Linked DNA regions of Sus scrofa: all the other regions are linked to region 3. Evidence: chromatin contacts called from public HiChIP or PLAC-seq and promoter capture Hi-C data. All regions are on one chromosome and are shown on one strand. The core of a region is the stretch at or near the end of the contact, and the rest is flanking DNA. Distances in the headings are between cores, read along the strand shown.

Region 1 (4,354 bases), core at 628-3,127, 270 kb before region 3:
ACTTAATATAGACTGGTCCTAGAAGCAGGGAGCTTTTTCTTTTTTGGCTTTTTGGCTTTTCTAGGGCTGCTCCCACAGCATATGGAGGTTCCCAGGCCAGGGGTCCAATTGGAGCTGCAGCCACTGGCCTACGCCAGAGCCACAGCAATGCAGGATCCGAGCCACGTCTGCAACCTACACCACAGCTCACAGCAATGCCGGATCTTTAACCCACTGAGCAAGGCTAGGGATCGAACCCGCAACCTCATGGTTCCTAGTCGGATTTGTTAACCACTGAGCCATGACGGGAACTCCAGGGAGCTTTTTCTTTTCTTTTCTTTTTTGTTGTTTGTCTTTTTAGAGCCGCACATGTGGCAAATGAAGCTTCCCAGGCTACGCCACAGCCACAGCAATGCCAGATCCGAGCCAAGTCTGCAACCTACACCACAGCTCACAGCAACGCCAGATCCTTAACCCACGGATCCTTAATCGAGGCCAGGGATCAAACCTGCATCCTCATGGATACTATCTGGTTCATTAACCACTGAGCCATGACAGGAACTCCAGGGAGCTTCTTCAAGGTAATTAAAGTTGAAGAAAGTTTAAGGGAAAAGTTCTTAGCCATCTCTAAAGTGCTGCTTCATTCGAGGAGCTAGGATTTGGGGTCTGACATCTTAGAGAACCAGGCCAGGGAGATGGTGGAGCCTGACCCAGCCTGAAAGCTTTCTGGAAATTAAAGTGATTTGGGGAGGAGCCTCAATTCCAGGCTGCCTTCCCACTGCCAGCCCTGGATGAGCATCACTTCACGGAAGTGGTTTATTTCCCAGAGGCACCTTGTCCAGAATCAGAGGCTTTGGCTTAAGGCCATCTGTTGGGCTAGGACTGCAGCCCCACCCCACCATCCCCCACTCCGGCCCCTGCCCCATCCTAAACAGCATCTCTGGCACAGGCGGATGGGGTTTTGCCTTTTTCTAAAAATTTGCTAAGGAGATGTTCCTCCTGTCAGCTAGCCTGAGTCCTTCCTGCTACTGTTTTCAAGAGTTTCCTCCCATGCTGTTGTGGGGACACAGGTAAGGGTGGCTCTCTTCTCCACTCCTCTCTGCACTGCCTTGTCTAAGAGGCCCTAACCATGATGTTCTGGCTTCTGCCTACCCTTCTTCATTTCCAGTTCTCCTTTGGGTCCTCTCTCCAACCAAACTCTCCCGGGGTGGGGTCCTTCACCTCCACCCCCACCAGGCCAGAATCAGATTTTCAGGAGTGGAGTAAGGAAGGCAGGTTGCCTTTTCTCCCGCTAGGGGCTCAAGCTAAGCTCTTCCTCAGGGGGCACATCGGGCTTTTCCAATGCCCCAGCCGCAGACTCCTGCCCCTCCCAGCCCCGGGCATCCCTGTGCCCTTCAAGCCGCTTCTGTGGCCCCCGGCCTTTAGGCCGGGCCTCCCCGCACCCTCCTCCTGCCTCCTGCCCCAGCTCTACGTTCTTGTGAGACGAGGTGTCTGTGCCCTGGGGGTGCGCAGGCCGCTGTCCGGCCAAATATAGACAAGAAGTCCGCCCCGCCCGGGACCGAATTTGGCGGCGGGAGTGTGGGGGGAGGGAGCGCAGACCTCTGTCCCTTCCAGACACCCCGCCCGCTCCGCTGGCTGCGGTGGCGGCGGTGGCAGGGGGGAGGTACCTGGTCCCGAGCCGGCCGAGGGGCGCTCACGCTGCGACTTCTCTGCGGAGGGGATTGGGGGTGCGCTGTGGACCGAGGGAGGCGTCAGGGCGCCGGAACTGCCTCTCCGGGTGTCCGCGGCGTCTGGGGCCCGGACGTTAGGCTGCGCACTCCGGCCGCTGCCTGCGACTCTCGGGGCCGGGCGCCGCTGCAGTCCCAGCTGCCGCTGCCATCAACCTGCGGAGGCGGGGCCTAGGGCAGGGGCGGGGTCGGAATGGCCCCGCCCCCCTCAGCGGCGGGAAAGTCGAGCGCCTCAGACTCCGCGCGGCCAGTCCGCTGGAGTCGGAGAAGCGTCAAAAGTAATTTTGTGTGTGCGCGCTCCTTCCCCTCGCTCCGCGCCTGCAGGGTGAGCTGGGGAGGCCCAGGATCCCAGTCCCAGACCTGGGCGCTGAGGGGGCGCGTTCCCCTTAGAGCCGGCAGCTAGGCAAGATAAGGTGCATTCGAGCTGCATTCTTGCTGCAGTCGCACTCCCAATTTAACGTGTACAAGCGGGCCAAGACTGTGGGACTACACGTCCAGACAGCCCTGAGGAGAGGTCCCTGAACATGCTCTGGGGGCCCTTGGATGAGGGTCTCAGCTGGCCCAGGGCAGCTGAGAGGGTACCCGACAGGGGGCTGTGAATGTTAACTGTTATCCTTGTTATTAGTGATAGTGACCTCTTGAGAACCTAAAACGCTGTCACTGTACTAGGCATTTCACCCTGTTGGAGAGGATTCCATGGAAGAGGGCAGAAAGCAGCCTAGAGACAGGGGGGTGGGGGTGGGGAAGAAAAAGACCAGCATTTGGGGTTAAAAGGAGGGATGGTGGTGGGAACCTCGAAGGCCCTCACAAGGCTCTTTTGTTTCTCTGGAGGAGGCCAAGCATTCAGTGGCTTGTGGGGGACAGAATCAGAAACTGTTACAGGTGCTCCAGAAATAATTAAAGCATTGTGGGGGCATAAGGGTAGATGAGGAATCTCCCTTTTATCTAAAAATTCCAGGCACATGATTAGGACGAAAAGACCTGAGTGACACAGTTGCTCCTTAATAACAATAGCTTACACTTACTGTGTGTTGATACTGTATTAAGGGCTTTACGCATTTAATTTTTTATTTTTATTTTTGGTCTTTTTGCCATTTCTTGGGCCATTCCCGCAGCATATGGAGGTTTCCAGGCTAGGGGGCGAATCGGAGTTGCAGCCACAGGCCTGCACCAGAGCCACAGCAACGTGGGATCTGAGCAGCGTCTTCGACCTACACCACAGCTCATGGCAACGCCGGATCGTTAACCCACTGAGCAAGGCCAGGGATTGAACCCGCAACCTAATGGTTCCCAGTTGGATTCGTTAACCACTGAGCCATGACAGGAACTCCGAGGGCTTTACACATTTTAATTCCATTCTGATAACAGCCTTCTGAGATGGGTATTATTATTACCTCTATTTTACAGATGAGGAAACTGAGGTTCAAAGAGGTTAAATAGTTAATGCATCACTCAACTCCGTAGGTAGTAGAGCTGAGATTCTTACCCAAGTGGTCTGGTGTCTGGGTCAAGCTTTCAGCACCATGCATTTCTGCCTCTCTTTGAAGGACAGTGCTGCTTTATCTCAGTGCTGATACTGGGAGTTATGCTTTGTAGCACAGAGGAGAGGATGCCTGGACTAATTGCAAAACTGGAGTTCCAGCCATTGCTCAATCACCCTATTCTTGCAGCTCTCTGGGCTGTAAAATGAAGAGGGCTGGGTTAGGTTCTTTCCAACACTGCACCACTTGTTGGCAGAGAGTGAATTTGACATGCTGTCTCCTACCCTGAAATGGCTTTTTTTCCTTCTCCCCTGTCCTTTTCTTCTCTTTAAAGAGAGCCTAGCACTCCATTCTAGAGGGAAGGGTCTAAGACTAGGAAGCAGGAATCCTTCAATGCCTTCAGTTCCATCACCTGGGAAGGAAGGGAGTTGCTCTCCAGGTACAGCAGCAGGAATTGTTTAGGGTTGCATGGCTCAGCCCTGCCCTTTAGCCATCTTCTGCTGCCAAGGCCTGGCAGAGCTGTGGGCGGGTGGAGCCTCGGCACAAAGAACCAGTCAATGCAAAGAACCAATCAATGGAAGAAGCTACTGGGTGCTTTTCCTTGCTGTTTTCTTCTTCTTCTTCTTTTTTTTGGGGGGGCACACCTGCACCATATGGAAGTTCCTGGGCTAGGGGTTGAATTGGAGCTGCAGCTGCCGGCCATAGCCACAACAATGCGGGATCTGAGCCGTATCTTAGACCTACACCACAGCTCACAGTGATGCTGGATACTTTAACCCACTGATCCAGGCCAGGGATCGAACCTGCACCCCCATGGATACTAGTCCAGTTCTTAACCCCTGAGCCACAATGGGAACTCCTTCTTTGCTGTTTTCCATCAGAGCTGCAATCCATAGAAGATAGGCATAGACTTCATCTTTCATAAAGCCACCTTCTGGCTTTATCTGGCTTGTGGCCTGGCAATTTAGACACGGTTTGGTCATTTGTTTTGACTGGAAGCTCCTAGAATATTTTGTGAAATGACCTTGCTTTGCGTTCACCATTGTGCCCTCTGGCACTCCAGCCAGAGACCAGTGGTGTGCTGTCTCACTTGATATGGATGATTCTTTTTCTATCTTTTTAGGGCCGCCCATGGCACATGGAGGTTCCCAGGCTAGGGGTCTAATC
Region 2 (4,568 bases), core at 857-3,356, 490 kb before region 3:
TACACCACAGCTCATGGCAATGTGGGATCCTTAACCCACTGAGCAAGGCCAGGGACCGAACCTGCAACCTCATGGTTCCTAGTGGATTCGTCAACCACTGAGCCACAACGGGAACTCTGCCCAAATCCTTTTTTGTATGTTTGAAATTTTCTATAAAATATTAATAACATTCACAACATTGTAAATCAACTACACTTTAATAAAACTCTGTAAAATTGAGAACAAAAACTATGGGGAGTTCCCATAGTGGCTCAGTGGAAACGAATCTGACTGGCATCCATGAGGACGCAGGTTTTTGTTTTTTTTTTTTTTTTTTTTTTTTTTTGTCTTTTTGCTATTTCTTGGGCCACTCCCTTGGCATATGGAGGTTCCCAGGCTAGGGGTCCAATTGGAGCTGTAGCCACCAGCCTACACCAGAGCCACAGCAACATGGGATCCGAGCCGCCGCGTCTGCAACCTACACCACAGCTCAAAGCAACGCCGGATTGTTAACCCACTGAGCAAGGGCAGGAACCTCATGGTTCCTAGTCGGATTCGTTAACCACTGCGCCATGTCGGGAACTCCAGGACGCAGGTTTGATCCCTGGCCTCACTCAGCGGGTTAAGGATTTGGTGTTGCCTTGAGTTGTGGTGTAGTTCACAGACACGGCTTGTATCTGACGTTGTCTGGTGTTGCCTTGGCTGTTGCATAGACAGCAGCTGCAGTTCTGATTCGACCCTTAGCCCAGGAACGTCCATGTGCTGCACCTGCTGTAAAAGAGGTGAAAAAAGGAGCAGGTGGAGGAAGAGGGGCTCCAGATGCAGGAAAGGAGAAATAACTGGTCTTGAGTGGTGCTGCGAAGAGGTACACACGTTTCAAGATGGAAGGAGTAACAACTATGTCAAATATTGTAGCTATCGAGAAGGAAGGCATTAAAATGACTCCATTAGACATAGCAACTAGGAGGTCACTCTTGACCTTGGCAAATCAAATTCTTAATTTTTGATAGAGGTGGGAAGATAGACAACTTTTTCAAGAACTTGTCTGTGGAGGAGAGGTGAAGATTGTAATCTTTCTTTTTCCCTCAAAGAAGGAGAAAGCAGGGCATTTTTTTATGCTCAGGAGAAGTCGCCATTTGAGAATTGTTGACAATGTAGGTGAAAAGAGGAATGACTGACAAAACAAGGACCCTTACTAGGAGAGGGAACATTTAAAACAAATTAAATATATATCCTACTGAAGCAGAGAGCTTGCTTTTTCTCACCACTGCCAGGGTACTTTCCTAGTTTACTGTAACTTTCAATAACTGTTCTGGAGTACATTTTCACTCATAAGCCCCACACGACATGTATTTATCTCAGTTGTTTTACTGATTGATGAACCAAATTTTTTTTTTTTTTATGACTGCTCCTTAGGTATTCCTTTTGGTTCCTGAATAAAATTGCTCTGTTTGCAATCCACTGAAGGGGTTTTCCCCTTAAAAAAAAAAAAAGTTTTTTACTACAAGAATGAGAAGCACTACCTCTTCCCTTAGGACTCTAGCTTGTTTACTGCTCTTGTCACTCAACCTACTCAAGCAATTCACAAAAACTTTTCAAGAATTTGTCCCTTTCCTACCATCCCTAACATATAGGATGGTTTACATCTGTATTTACAACTCTTATTACCATTCCAGAAATTATTATAAACTTATAGAATCTGAAATACTCAATTATATATTGATTACGCTGACCAGTCAACCCCTGAATTCCACAGAGGACAAGAACTAAGGTGTGTAAAAATGGGATATTCAACGTGTCAGGGCAAATTTCTCAAGCGCGGGGTTAGTGGGGAGGGCGGGGGGCGGGTATTTTGGAAGTGGGAAAAGCAAAGGAGGAGAGCAGATAAGCTCTTCTTTCTTAGATTTCAGGGTGAAATGAATACACCTGATGCCCGCGTGAGAGAAGAACTCTGCCAGCTGAGTGAAATTGGGCTGGACAGAGGCTGGAAGTCGGAGCTACTCGTGAGACTCCGCCCAGTGTAAGCACTCGCGCGCTCCCGTCTTGTCTCGCGCAGGGTCGGGTCTGTCAGGCGGGAAATCTCGCGAGATCGGAGACTGGGATGACTGTCGGGAGGAGGGGAGTGGTGTTGGGGAAGGGGGGAATCTGGGCAGCGGCCGGGCTCTGTGGCTTCAGGGCTCGGAGAGAGAGAGGGAGGGTGGCTAAGAGAGTGAGTCTGTGCTGCCAACCGCCTAAGAAGAGAGGAGGGGTCCCGCCTGCCTGCGCCCTTCGCGGGCCGAGAGCGCGAGGCACCCGCGAACCTTTGAGGCCTCAGGCCCCTGGGGACCCCGCCCCGCCGCCGGCCGGCCGGCCCGTGGCCTCTCTTCCCTTTGTGAGCGCCCCCTTCCCAGGGGTGGTGGTGGTAGTGGAGGGTTGTGCCTCGGCCCGCCCGCCGAGGGGCCGCGGCGGGGAACCGAGAGGGCCTCGGCTGTGTGAGGACAGGAGGCGGCCGAGGCCCGAGCCGGTTCCCCGGAGGCGGCGGCGGCGGCTCCCGGCACTTCCCCGCGCCATCTTAGCTGAGCCTAAGCGCTGAGGGCGCCTCCTCGACCCCGGTCGTCCCCTCGCCCCCCCCCCCCCGCCCCTCGTCGCAGAGCTAGGGCTGGGCGGCTTGCTGGGGCTCCGGGGGGGGGGGGGCGGCAGTCTGTCGCCTGGCCCCCTCCTCCTCCTCCTCACTCCTCGAGCTCCAGCGCAGCGGCTACCCAAGCGCTGCAGGGGGCTACGCCTGCCTACTCCGCCCCAGACCTGTCGGCTAAAGGGTAAGGGCACCTCTGCTCTGGGAAAGGGAGACATGGAGGGGGCGGGGAAATTCGGCCCACTCTGGCCGCGGCGCGGAAGAGGGGATGTGGGGGTGGGGTGGGGGAGGGAGACAAGGAGGGTCTGTGATTCTGTGGGTGGGGTGAAGAAGCTGGTGAGCTGGGCGCCCTCCCGTTTGGAGGGGCTAGAGCAATTACTTTCCTCTTTCCTGAGGGTCACCGGAAGGGGGTGGTGGAAGGAGCCGTCTCGAGGAAGGTGTGGCCCTCCTAGGGAGACTGGGTTGATGTGCACCCCGATTTAAAGGCGCGAGGTCCTTTTCCCTTCTGATCCCTCTGCTCCTCCCTCTCCTCCTTTGTAGTGTCTGTGTATTCCTGGGAAGGGAGACTGCTCAAGGTAGCCTACTGGGTGGATTCCCACACATCCACCCCCACAGGAAATCTGTACCCGTCTTCTGTAGGGGTGATGGAAGCATTTCTTTCCCTGTACCTTTCCCCATCCTTTAGTGTACTGCAATGCTGCAGAAGTCCAAGGCAGTTTCTTCATACACAGGCCCATGTATATACTGAAGGGAGAGGGAGCAGGAGAGGGAAGTAATGGCGCTTCCCTTGCAAAGGTTATCCCTCTTCCTTTGGTTTTAAATCCTTAATAGTACCGGTATAATTCTGAGATCTGTCCCTGGGAAATATATCTGTTACTGTTGGGGGATATGGCCTCTCAGAGAGGCGCTGCCGGTTTAGAGTTTTGATGTCTCTCTCGCTCTCTTTTTTAAACACTGTGTTGACTTTTTTGTGTGAGCATACCGAGTTTTTGTTAGGAGTCAAATAAAATAATTTTGTACTCTCTCATTTCCCTTTTTTTCTTCCTATGATTTTTGTAGTTCTTGAAAAATTATTAAAGATTATATATGGACAGGCCATCTGATAGACATTCCTTCTCCCTGAACTTTGAATTTTTAGGGTTAATACTATTTTGTATAACATTGAAATTGAAATTTTCTGAAAATGATTAAGTTACAAACCTTTCTGTAGCAACTGCTTTATTAATGTAATGAAAAAATAATAAACATTAGTTTGTCTAATTATGCTGCAGTGGGATCTATATTCTGTAGTCAGTAAGTTATTTTTCCACTTCTTTTGCTTCATATCATGTTTGTTTAAAACAAATCATCTTATCTGGTTTACAGTAATACTTGTTGGTTTTGTTTGGTAGAGTAGAAATAAATTAAAAAATATATCATTCTGGAAGTGTGTTACAAGTTCTTGTGACCAAAGAGTAGTCGAAGTCTACAGTCTTTAAGTGTTTAGATTTACTGATGAAGTGATTTCAAAATATTCTATATATGAATATTCATATAATTAACTCACAAAGTGATGAAGATGACTAAACTAAGTACAGAGATCATGTCTTGACATTTTACTAACAAGTTGTATTTGGTGTTTAAGCTGTACTTAGTGACTTATTTTTAAATACTTCCAAATGCCGTCTACATTTTACATTGTCCTTCAGAGCTTTTTTGGTGTATTTGTTGCATTTTGAAACCTGTTTTAAGACAGGAATTTAAAGATGTTAGTAGTGTTAAGCCTTAATTTAGTTTCTGTAATCTTATTTCATGATTTTGATATGGGGACACATTAACGATACATTAAGTCAATCTTTATTTTTCTTCAGCAAATGGAATTCTTGCTTTACTCTTTCTTTGACTTTATCTGAATTCATTTTAACTTAGTCTTGAGTGTTTATTTCGTGGCACAAAGCTGCATGTTGTGTGTAGTTTTCCCCATATGGCAAATTATGAC
Region 3 (4,724 bases), core at 1,037-3,536:
TACTTCCAGGGCCACACACAAACTGAAATAACCAGGCTACTATACCAAGTAGATGTAGAAATATGTCATTCAGTTCAACAACTGAGCCTACCACATGATCAATTTAATTACCTGTGTCAAAAAGTATCTATTAACATACCTCTAAAATAACCAAGTTTTGACTAATTAAGTCTTATTAAGTAGATACGGTATTACTATACACTAAACATTCACTTCCAGAAAATTAGTATGATAACATGAAATACATATATAATTATTATAGTATAAACTATTTTCAACAATGCCCAGGGAAAATTATGTCACTATAATACTGGTTCCTGGCTTACCTGCACAACTCAACTAAACTTCAGTTGCTTTCTCAGCCAAAATCAGGCCCAAACCCAAAAGGTAGAGCGAATTAAGATGGTCTGATGGTATTTTAATGACTTTCTAAAAACTAGCATATAAGAATAAAGTATATTGAATTTACATCCCTGATACTTGTCTTCAGAGGACCCTTAAATATTTCACTAGCTTTCACGTGCAGTTATTCTCAAATCACATAATCCTAAAAGTTGCAAAGAGCCTTAGAAGGCCCCCCCACCGCAGGAATTCTTTTTACCAACTCCTAGGCAAAAGGTCCTCCAGCCTTTGCTTTCAGCAATGGGCACTATTTTGCAAGACAGTCCACTCCACTGTTTGAAAATTCCTCCTTACAATGACTGGAAATCTGCCTCCTTGAACTTCTCTATCCAAGGATCTTAGCTAGTTCTGCTTTCTGGAAACAATACAAGGTAAGGTAATCTATGAAGTATAATCACCTATAGAATTAGGATACAGCTGCCAATTTGGCCACACAAAGTGCAAAAACTAGCACAAGAGAAAAAGAAACCAGCACCATACACAATAAAAATTTGAAATTCAGGAAACTATGTTGAAATTACAAACCAGGTTATTTTCAAGATATCAAAGTTCACACCTCACTTAAAATATAAATATTTAGATTAAGCAGAATTTTTACAGTGGAAGGTGGTACAGTGTTTACTGAATGCCTTTTTGCAAGTTGAAACCACTAAATCCACCAACACAGCTTTAAAAATTACAGTTCTGTAGGAAATTCAAAATGGTTTTTCCAATTGTTCATACATTCATTCGATCTTTTCCTTCTAAAACATCTGGATTTTTTTTTTTTTTTAAGATCCTATTTCGCCCCACTGGTGCAATATTTTATTTGAAAAACTAAACATTTGGGGGGGGGAGCCTAAAAGAATGGAGTGTATAGGAGTGGGGGTGGGGCGAGGAACCAAGGCTTAGAAGGGCCCAGCAGGAAAAGGCTGGTTACTGGGTATTTTCCTTCTGGAAGCACGCTTCACTGGCATAGGCATGTGAAGTAACGAGCCGTACACACGACCCAAGAACAAGAACGATCATGAGCAGCTGAGTGTAAGGCATAAATGTCTGTAAGATGTAAATGAATTGGCACTGGTCATCAAGCAGCGCCAGATGCTTTGGGACCTTGTAGGGGAAAGGTAAGAGATCCAAGGAGCAGAGACCGCGGCCACCCTTTGGAGGAGGCGAAGAAGGGAAGAAACCGAGGAGTAACTACCGTTCAGCAGTCCAATGAAGCCCGAACGGACAGAGCACAAGAAGGACAGCAAGGGACCAGGGGGAAAGCAGACACCCGGAGAGCCCGGAGAAGGGCGTGCAATGTGCGAATATTGAACGGGTCCACGAATTGGGTGTGGGTAAGGGGATGTGGGTGTGTGTTAGGGGCAACGATGGAGTCCCAGGGTCCTCTCCCTGCAGCGGAGCAACGGAGGGTGAAGGAAGGGGGAGGGCGAAAAGCAAGAATGACTCATTCCCGAAAGGAAGTGCTCAAGCCAGAGGAAGGCATGCCACAGGGGGGTTCGGGGCGAGGACTGTGAGGCGCCAGGTGCCCGGAGTGATGGGGGCACAAATCAACGTCCTGTAGTTCCCGCAGCTCGTCTTTAAGATGGGGGTGTGGGGGGGTTCGCGGCAGCCGAGTGCCAAGGCCTGGGAAGCGGCGCGGCGCGTGCGCAGTGGCGCTCGGCGGGACCCGCTGAGGCAAAGCGGAGCCGCAGTGACAGAAGCGAGCGGAGCGGCCGCCGGGAGGGACTCACCGAGGCGCAGGGGCTGGAGGTAGTGCTGGGGGTAGGCGACCGCTGGACCGTGACCAAAGCCATCTAGGCGCTGCTGGGCTGTTCCGGGCAGGGCATTCTTGTCCTGAGTGTGGGGGGCGGGAGGGTGACGGAGCCGGGATGGGGCAAGGGGTGTGGGGAAGGGGTGAGGGGAACGGGGAGGAGGACGAGGCCGCGGGAACGGCCGCAGGCTCCGCACCCACCACCGGACTCTCAAGACTGACGCGCCGAACGGGCAGCTGGCGGGCGGGCGGGCGGGCGGTTCGGCAGCTGCGGGGCACAATGAGCGCTCCCAGTGCGCAGGCGCCACCTGTCAGCAACCGCCTCTCCCCTCGGCGCGCGCCGCCGCCTCGCCGTAACCCTTGAGTTGCCGGAAGCCGGCCGGGTGTGTGCGCCTCGGGCCGCCGCCCCCTCCCGGGTTTCCTCCTGGGCTCTGGAATCGTGCAGTTTGGCCGTGCTGGGGGCTGGGGCTTGCGATGGGAGGCGGGGCGTAGGGGCTTGGGGCGTCTCTCGGGTCCCCACGCCTGAGGGATAACCGTTTTCTGAGGTGGGGCGCAGAGCCTAACCCACCTTAGTGAAAAGAAACTGAGGTGAAAAGCCTGAGGCAAACAAGTTTCCTGGTGGGAAAGGGCGCCGCGGGGTTTGAAACGCTTTCCCCGTGCGTGGGTGGGACTTACTGGGCTAGAGACTTTCCCTTTGACCCCGGCTCTCGGGGGATTTTTCTGAGCTTTTCCACCCTTCCGTCTCCGAGTCTGTGTTTTATGATGAGACTTTTTGAAAGGAAGATTTTAAAATTTAATACCTCGGGAGTCTTCCTCTATTTCCTTGGCCCGTGTCTAAGGACTCCTTCATTATTCTCGAGATGCAGAGAGGCTGAGCGAACCCGGGAGGCCGAGAAAGCTGGGCTCACAGACTTGTAAGGGTCCAACCGGCTATTTACCTCCCACTTGCTTTTTGCTGGAAGAAATTCTCTTAACTAGGATTTGCTCGTTGAGGTTTCCTCTCCTTCGTCTCTGGATGCCATTATTTCATAGACGTATGTGAAATGCCGAGATTAAGTATTTTAAAGAAATAGTTTTCTAAACGATAAATCATCAGTTGAACATAAGCCAACAATGTAATGAAAAATCGACATTAAAGGGGGGGTGGAAATGGCACTATGCAAATACTACTGATTGATTTCACAGAGAAAGAGAGTTGACAAAGCTATTTCTCAATTTGAGTGGATGTGCTGGTACATACTACCATATATATTAAAGCTGTAAAAACACATTCAGGAACTTGCAGTTATTAACCTACCACCTCCTGTTTGTCACTCAAACTCTCTTGGATCTTACTGCTTCTTGTAAACTGACAGAGCTGTCAGGAGCTCTTTCTGGCCACTGTATGGTTAAGTGCCACTAGAGCCCTCTGTGCTGAGCCTTTGTTCTCTCTCTGGGGCCCTGTGGTTGAAATAATTAGCAGGGAGGTTCCATCAAGAATCAGACACTGAGGGTCCCTGTACTGTACAGTCTTCCGTGGAATGTACTGCAGAGAAGCCAGCTGGTAGGCTTTTGCCCCCTGGTGGTGGTCAAGAGAGCCTGAGAGACAAAATTAAACAAAGCTGTATGGTTCACAATTAAACAATCTTGTGTTTTTCTCAGAGCTACTTAGTAAACAGGAAAAGAGAAGACAAAGTTCAGAATGAGAACTTTGAACCAAAGCTTTGGAAATCAAACAGGAAGCTATATTGCATAGGCAAAAAATATACATAGCTGAAAGCTGAATGAATTCAAATAAATGAAGTGTGGTTTATAAACCAAAGCATTATTCTAGATTATTCAAATCAATAGGTCTTAGTAATGTACTTATATGTTAGTTTTCTTACTGACTCAGGGACAGAAACACTGATTATATCTACTTTTGTGTAGCAACATAATCATAAATTCTTTTGGAAGATGAGAGACTTAATTCTATTAATCTTACAGTGGGAAAGAGCATTGCCCTAGGAATCAGAGACTTGGCTTCTAGTTCCAGCTCTGTAAAACCTCGAGCAAATGGTTTAAACTTTTTGAGCTTTAGCTTCTTCATTTCTGCAATGGAGCTCTAAGTCACAGTATCCTTGTGCTCAAATGAGATAATGTATGTAGTAAAGTGCAGTGTAAACCATAAAGCCCTGCATGTAACTAAGATAACTTTATTATTCTCTGAAGTTTGTCCCAAGTTCAGTCAGATTTTGCTAGTGTACCCTATGTGTAGAAAATAGCATCAAGCAAAAATGGGATAAAAATAATTTAAAAGACATGATTCCATGCCTTAACAGTAGATTAGTGGTCAAGACATGCCTTATCTGTAGGTGGGTATAGAACATCTTTATTCGTTATACTTGAGGTGATAAAAATCATAGCCAAAACTGGGATTACAAGGTACCCAAATTCACAAAACGTTTGTAACAGAAAGTTAACTTGGGGGGGGCGGGGGGCTGCACCAGTGGCATCCAGAAGTTCCCAGGCCAGGGATCAAACCATACCATAGCAGCAACCTGAGCCACAGCAGTGACAACACCAGATGCTTAACCACTGTGCCACCAGGGAATTCCAAAAGTTA

Evidence for each region. Promoter capture Hi-C pulls out the DNA fragments that hold promoters and counts their contacts. HiChIP or PLAC-seq counts read pairs in DNA pulled down with a chosen protein or histone mark.
Region 1: an H3K27ac HiChIP or PLAC-seq map of skeletal muscle shows a contact between it and region 3, with 4 times the contacts expected there. The contact joins the promoter of CORO6 here to the promoter of SSH2 in region 3. A contact is called at or near these places in 8 of 47 Hi-C or Micro-C datasets (embryonic fibroblasts, fetal skeletal muscle, liver and 4 more) and 1 of 2 datasets of contacts at active chromatin or transcription factors (skeletal muscle).
Region 2: a promoter capture Hi-C map of fetal liver shows a contact between it and region 3, with 2.7 times the contacts expected there. The contact joins the promoter of TAOK1 here to the promoter of SSH2 in region 3. A contact is called at or near these places in 1 of 5 promoter capture datasets (fetal liver) and 1 of 2 datasets of contacts at active chromatin or transcription factors (skeletal muscle).

Annotation. Positions count from the first base shown.
Region 1 is chr12:45,812,717-45,817,070 of Sscrofa11.1, forward strand. CORO6 (coronin-6) reads right to left here and starts at 1,878. Exons shown (of 13, transcript XM_021067517.1): 1 at 1,647-1,878.
Region 2 is chr12:45,594,961-45,599,528 of Sscrofa11.1, forward strand. TAOK1 (serine/threonine-protein kinase TAO1) reads left to right here and starts at 2,107. Exons shown (of 20, transcript XM_003483075.4): 1 at 2,107-2,774.
Region 3 is chr12:46,083,434-46,088,157 of Sscrofa11.1, forward strand. SSH2 (protein phosphatase Slingshot homolog 2) reads right to left here and starts at 2,287. Exons shown (of 20, transcript XM_021067518.1): 1 at 2,121-2,287. The coding sequence starts at 2,183. It overlaps EFCAB5 (EF-hand calcium-binding domain-containing protein 5), which reads left to right and starts at 1,782. Exons shown (of 24, transcript XM_013981195.2): 1 at 1,782-2,139.